Regions from separate parts of the Mus musculus genome. Here region 1 is linked to region 2. A link is a contact called in public promoter capture Hi-C data. All regions are on one chromosome and are shown on one strand. The core of a region is the stretch at or near the end of the contact, and the rest is flanking DNA. Distances in the headings are between cores, read along the strand shown. Region 1 overlaps Ptpn18 (protein tyrosine phosphatase, non-receptor type 18). Region 2 overlaps Dst (dystonin).

What was found. Capture Hi-C pulls out chosen DNA fragments and counts their contacts.
Region 1: a contact with region 2 is called in a promoter capture Hi-C map of adipose tissue. The contact joins two enhancer-like sites. A contact is called at or near these places in 1 of 484 Hi-C or Micro-C datasets (nephron progenitors), 1 of 115 datasets of contacts at active chromatin or transcription factors (microglia) and 1 of 9 other capture datasets (adipose tissue).

Annotation. Positions count from the first base shown.
Region 1 is chr1:34,471,950-34,474,649 of GRCm38.p6, reverse strand. It overlaps Ptpn18 (protein tyrosine phosphatase, non-receptor type 18), which reads right to left. Exons shown (of 15, transcript NM_011206.2): 12 at 2,459-2,547; 13 at 1,682-1,887; 14 at 1,241-1,315; 15 at 866-1,071. The coding sequence ends at 1,004. Among named protein-coding and RNA genes, the nearest start is that of Gm32566, 11 kb to the left of the region's middle. Within about 2 kb of position 1,444, at least 205 of the 459 cell types and tissues checked have an H3K27ac peak or open chromatin away from gene starts, as enhancers often do. A contact at or near this core is called in adipose tissue, where this site is marked.
Region 2 is chr1:34,286,654-34,289,390 of GRCm38.p6, reverse strand. It overlaps Dst (dystonin), which reads right to left. Exons shown (of 103, transcript NM_001276764.1): 88 at 2,010-2,204; 89 at 1,372-1,500. Among named protein-coding and RNA genes, the nearest start is that of Gm26788, 110 kb to the right of the region's middle. Within about 2 kb of position 1,445, at least 9 of the 459 cell types and tissues checked have an H3K27ac peak or open chromatin away from gene starts, as enhancers often do. A contact at or near this core is called in adipose tissue, where this site is marked.

The sequences.
Region 1 (2,700 bases), core at 195-2,694, 190 kb before region 2:
TCCCAGTCATCCCTGGTTCCTGTTGGCCGAGCTGTTCGTGGCACAGATCTTCTAGCACTTGACAATGAGAGTAGACACTGTGGCCAAATAAGACAAGTTTCATAACCTCCTCCCCCCCCCAACACTAAAAGGCGAATGCTTCCCAGGACCGCCATGAACCTGGGAGCCTGCAGCTGGCTGTGGTCTGAGATCCATGAAGCCACATAAGGCTCTTGAGTTGAGTTTTTGGCTCACTCCTCACTGAATTCTACGAAAATCATTTTAATGTTTGCCTAGATACGCAAGTTCATGGTAGGAGCCTTCATCAGATTCAAGACAGGAATTGCAAGAGCCTGGAGAAAGCATAGCCAGGACTGACTGGATGAACAACTGCCATACAGACCCTCCTGTGTTGGTGACATTGTGGCAGTGGGGCGGGGTGGGGTTGGGGGTGGGGTTGGGGCAGGATCGGGGTCTGGAGCATCGTGCATATGTTTGTTCTGAAGGATCTACTTTCTTGCATCTCAAGGAAAGTCAGGGCTGGAAGTTCTGTCTTTCTGGATGGCACCCTATTTACCTGGCTGGTGTTCCATTTCTCTGACCAGCCAGAGATCTTTCTAGCTCATTGCAAGTTTATCTGAGGATCTATCTAGACGTGTCTCTAGCTGGAGGTCAGCTTGTTGATCCTGATAGGCACCTGCTGAGGGCTCTGTGAGCTAGGACTCTGTCTGGGATGCACTCTCCGGTAGGTGTACGGGGAGGAGGGTGGTGATGGCCACTCCTGACCTGCTTCCTTAAATTGTCTCAGAATAGATCCACCACCTCCCCCACTTACCTCTCTTAGCCCCAGTCTTTGACTGCTAGAATCACTGGAACAAAGCCCCTATTTTTTTCTGCCCTGAGAAACTTTTATTTTGAATCAGGCCCACAAGTCCCACTCATACATAACACACTGCACAGCAGTATGGTGGTTCCAGGAGTCCAGCCACCACCGAGTGGCAGGCTATAACTGGCACAGCACTCGTTACACCCGTGTCCACTCTGCTGGAGGATCCCGGGGCCCTTTGGGCCTTCCGATGCGCAAGTTGAAGCCTAAGGGAAGAAGGGCTCCATGCAGAAGCTAAGGAGTGACAGGGTAACCTCCTCCAAACCCACACCGCTCCAGATCCAGGTATATGAAGGAGAACCTGAGTCCAGTGCCCCAGCCCGAACTCCCGAAGTCCTGGGGCTCTCCAAAGCTGCACCCTAGGCTCTGACTTACCTAGCCCTCCAGTCTGTGCTCCATCTGTTACTTCTTCGTAGGCATCAGGCCCGGAAGAGTTTTGGTCCGCAGGAACTGAGGGCAGGAGAACCCCTATGGGTCAGCTCAAGCTGCTTTTAAGAGTTCCAGGGACTCTAGAGCAGCATAGCTACCGATTTCCCTTCCCGAGGTAGCGGTAGGAGGCGTGTCCATGGGCGTGTCCAAGTTCGGAGGTCTGTCTTTGGGGCCTTGGGTTAGACAGCCCAGTCTCCCAATTGAGACCTGACCTGGGGCTCATTTTGGGGCTTGAACCCCGACGTTTAGTAGCCTAGGGGCGTGGCCATGCTGGATCTGGGGCTGACCTCCGAGCAGCGCTTAGACCCTCGGGAGCCTTAGGAGAGCGGGAAAGTTGCTAATAGGTACTTGTCCTCAGCTCCACACCCCCGGAGGGCCTCAACTCACCTCGGCGCAGTGCCGTTGTCCCCTGTGCGTCCTCCGTGTGTGCCACCGGTCGCTGGGCACGTGGAGCCACCTGGCTGTAGATCGGGGTGTCCGTGCTGGTGGGCGCCCGCGGCCCCGGCCCTGTGCCCGCCGAAGCGCCACGCTTCTGCACCACAGCGTAAGTGTCAGCCATGGGGAGGGTCGGGGGCGCAGGCACCGAGATGCTCCTGCAGCGGGCAACAAGCAGAGGAAGTGAAAGCGCTTAGCACAAGGGAGGGGGGCGGGGGGGGGGGAGCAAGCTCAGCCCAGGCTACGGGCTTCCTTCCTGCCTGCCCCAGTCTTCAGAGCAGGAAAGGAGGGAAGGGGCGGGCCACCTGAGGGCAGAAAGTAGAGGTTCCGTGTCCCTAGAATCCCCACAGCAGGAGGGACAGGGCCAGATTGGCAAGTGGGACTAGGGAGGACGCATGTGGTAGAGTGTGTGAGACCCCAACCCTCCTACAATGAGACAGAGACAGGTGAGTCCCCAGAAGCTCTGATGTACACAGTGAGACTGTTTCTCAAAACACGTGGAAGGTAAGGACTCACATACTCTTTCTCTCTCACACACACACACACACACAGAGAGAGAGAGAGAGAGAGAGAGAGAGAGAGGGAGAGAGAGAGAGAGAGAGAGAGAGAGAGAGAGATTGAAATTCTTTAAAAATGTACTTGCCTAATTAATTACCTTCTGGAAGACCAAGGGAAAAGCTAACCCAGACTGTAGAGGTTGATTTTCCAGGGACAGAGTGAGCCCAGTACCTGAGAACCCCTCCTGGTGGCCGGGATGTGGCAGGCAGGGCTGAGGAGGTCCTGAGGGAGAAGGCTTCCTTGCAGATTGGAGCGCAGTTCTGCAGGGAAGCAGGCAGGGTCGGTCCTGAGGCCATAGCCCTGCTGCAGGTCACTGTGGGTGCCTAGGTGAGCTTAGGGAACAGCCTGGGGAAGGAGCTCTGAGGAGGCAAAGGTGCCTTTCACAGTAAGTCGGTTGCTGTTCCCAAGAAGGG
Region 2 (2,737 bases), core at 196-2,695:
GTGGTATAAGCTCGACTTCTAAGTACTGAGCTGATTCTAAGATTCACCATGAGCCTGACACTTTCCCTACTCTTACAGTCTCGCCTCACGGGTAGTAAACAGTGTACAAAGCACTTTGGTCCTCCAGGCCATGCCGGGCAAGCCTGCACCACTATCAACAGGGAGGCAACGTTTCCTTGCTATACTCAACCAATCTCTGAGGAAGGGCAGCAATGAAAGTCAGAAGCAGATGATGTAACACACGCTACAGCAGAATGAGGGACTTCCAGCGTGACCTTGAAGGGCAAGGTTATTTAAAAAAATGGTGTTTAAAAAAAAATCTTTCAAGTGAATCAGAAATGTGCGGACATCAATACTGCATTGGGGGGGGGGGGGCGGGGTAAGCACTGTGAATATCTGACGTTCCCAGTCAAAGGTTAAGAAACATCTGTTACATGTTTCAGTTTTGTGTGGTTTTGGCCAAGTTTCAAGCATTGCTAGAGAAAAGAGCTTAGCTTGCTTTGGTGACCTGAGGTCATGCCCCCCCCCCCATCCCCTTAGCCATTCAACACTATGAAACCAATGCTTTAAATTTATAATCTATATTATAGGGTAGCTCATTACAATAATTTTTTATAAGGTTCTTGATTAAAAATGAGAAGTGGGCCGGGAGAGACCACTCAGTGAATGGAATGGGGTGCCTTGGGTCTGAAGGCTTGAGTTTGAGTCCCAGGATCCACGCATCAGAAGGCATGGGCACACATCTGTGCGTTGCCTTCTGGACCCCCCCACCCCCCAAGCACATGGTGGTCCACGCCACACACAAGCTCGCCAAGTGAATAAGACAAGGCCCAGAGAGAAAGGGGCTGCAGAGTTATAGTTTAGGCTTTAAATGAGTTGCTTACTTTGCATGCAGATGTAAAAACTATTAAGACACAGTTCTAGTGGGATATCCTGTAAATGCCAAGCTGCTCCTTTTGGAAGTTTCATCCTTGAAGTACACATACGATTGCGACAGAAGGGGCTCACTCTGGTCAGAAACCGGATGATCCTCTACGAAGGTCATCGTGCGGCCCAGAGACACAAAGCAGAGAGCCTAGTTCTCCAATGACTACTTTTCTTTCATAAGGGAATCTTAAGGGCCAAGAAGCGGGAGTGGGTGGGTGGGGGAGTGGGTGGTGGGGCGTGTGGGGGGGACTTTTGGGATAGCATTGGAAATGCAAATGAAATAAATAACTAATTAAAAAAAAACTATAAAAAAAAAAAAAGTACAGCTGCCTATCCAGGTGTGTAAGCAGGGAGGAGGGAGACAGTCTCATACTCGCGACAATCAGTCACGGGCTTCTTCTCTCTCCCTTTTCAGTTTCCCGTTTTGTACTGGAAGTTACTCACTTTATGTTGCTCAATGAGAGTCCGGAGAGCATCCTCATCATCTGGGAGAGCACCATGGAAACGCAGGGTTTGCTCTGCTTCTGCCAGCCACTCCAAGAGGGTGTGGACCACAGAGTGGAATTCCTCTGCCTAACAGTTAGCACACACGCAGAAAACAGGATTTCACGGGATACCCGTTAATGACCGTTACAGAACCACACATGGCCCCTCCCAGTGAAAAAGTCTTAGTGTGAATTAATTATGCACATTACTCCTATTAAGAAGACAGGGGTATTTTTTTTTTCTTTTCAAAATATAAGGAGAGATGTAAGATACCAAGGAGCCCACAGGAAGCCTAGTTCATCGTTCTTGCAGCCTAGTGTTCAGTGTGAGGCAGCCAGTCGGACTCCCAAGTGACTTATTCAAGCAGTACTAAGCAGAGATTAGTAAATACCCCTGCTAAGTACTTGCTGCTAAGTACTTGGAATTCTCCAGAGAAGCATGAAGAAGGGTCCAGACAGTTATGAGACAGACGAGACCTCCTTGACAACTGTCTAAGATGAGGGTGAGGACTGGCCCCGCTAGTCCACCTGAGCTGTCCTTGCTGTGACTGCAGGGCTTCACCAGCTATACTGAGCTCTCAGTAATGTGGACTTTACCTGTTGCAGGGCTGACTCTAGCCGCGTCTGCTTTGATATGGAGAGTGCACACACGGTCTCCCAGCGGGTGCTTAGCTCCTGCATCTGGACCCTGACCCAGGAGGAGTCATCTCGGCTGCCTTCGATGAGTTCCCTGGCAGAGCGCTTCAGGGCCTGCACGCTGCTGGTCCTCTTCCCCAGCTCTTTCTGGAAGACCTGGAGAAACCATACTGACCTTCATCACAGGTTACTTTTCAGTACAGAACCTAAATAGCCAAGTGCGTTGTCATGAGAGATGGATGTATATAAGACACCACATACATACATCTGAGGACCACAGATCTGAATGACTATACTTTTGACTGAGTCTAGCTCATGGTTCCTCTTTAAGGACTTAACACTGTTTTGAATAGATTTTGTTTATATTCAGTAATATTTAATTTAGGATTAAAAAATGAAATATATAAGATTACAATATAAATATATAAGTATATTAGATTTAAATAATAGTGATCGGCCTTCTCAATTTCAATTACACACACCCCTGACACACACACATACCCTTGACAGATAGACAGACACACACCCCTGACAGACAGACACACACACAGACACACACACAGTACATTAAATTCCCTTTCTTTTGAGTCATGCAGTAGAGAATACCAGACCCTCACAGTCAGTGTGGCTGATTACCTACCATTCTGAGAGACAAGCTACAGAGCCAGGACTGAACAAGCCTGGTGCAC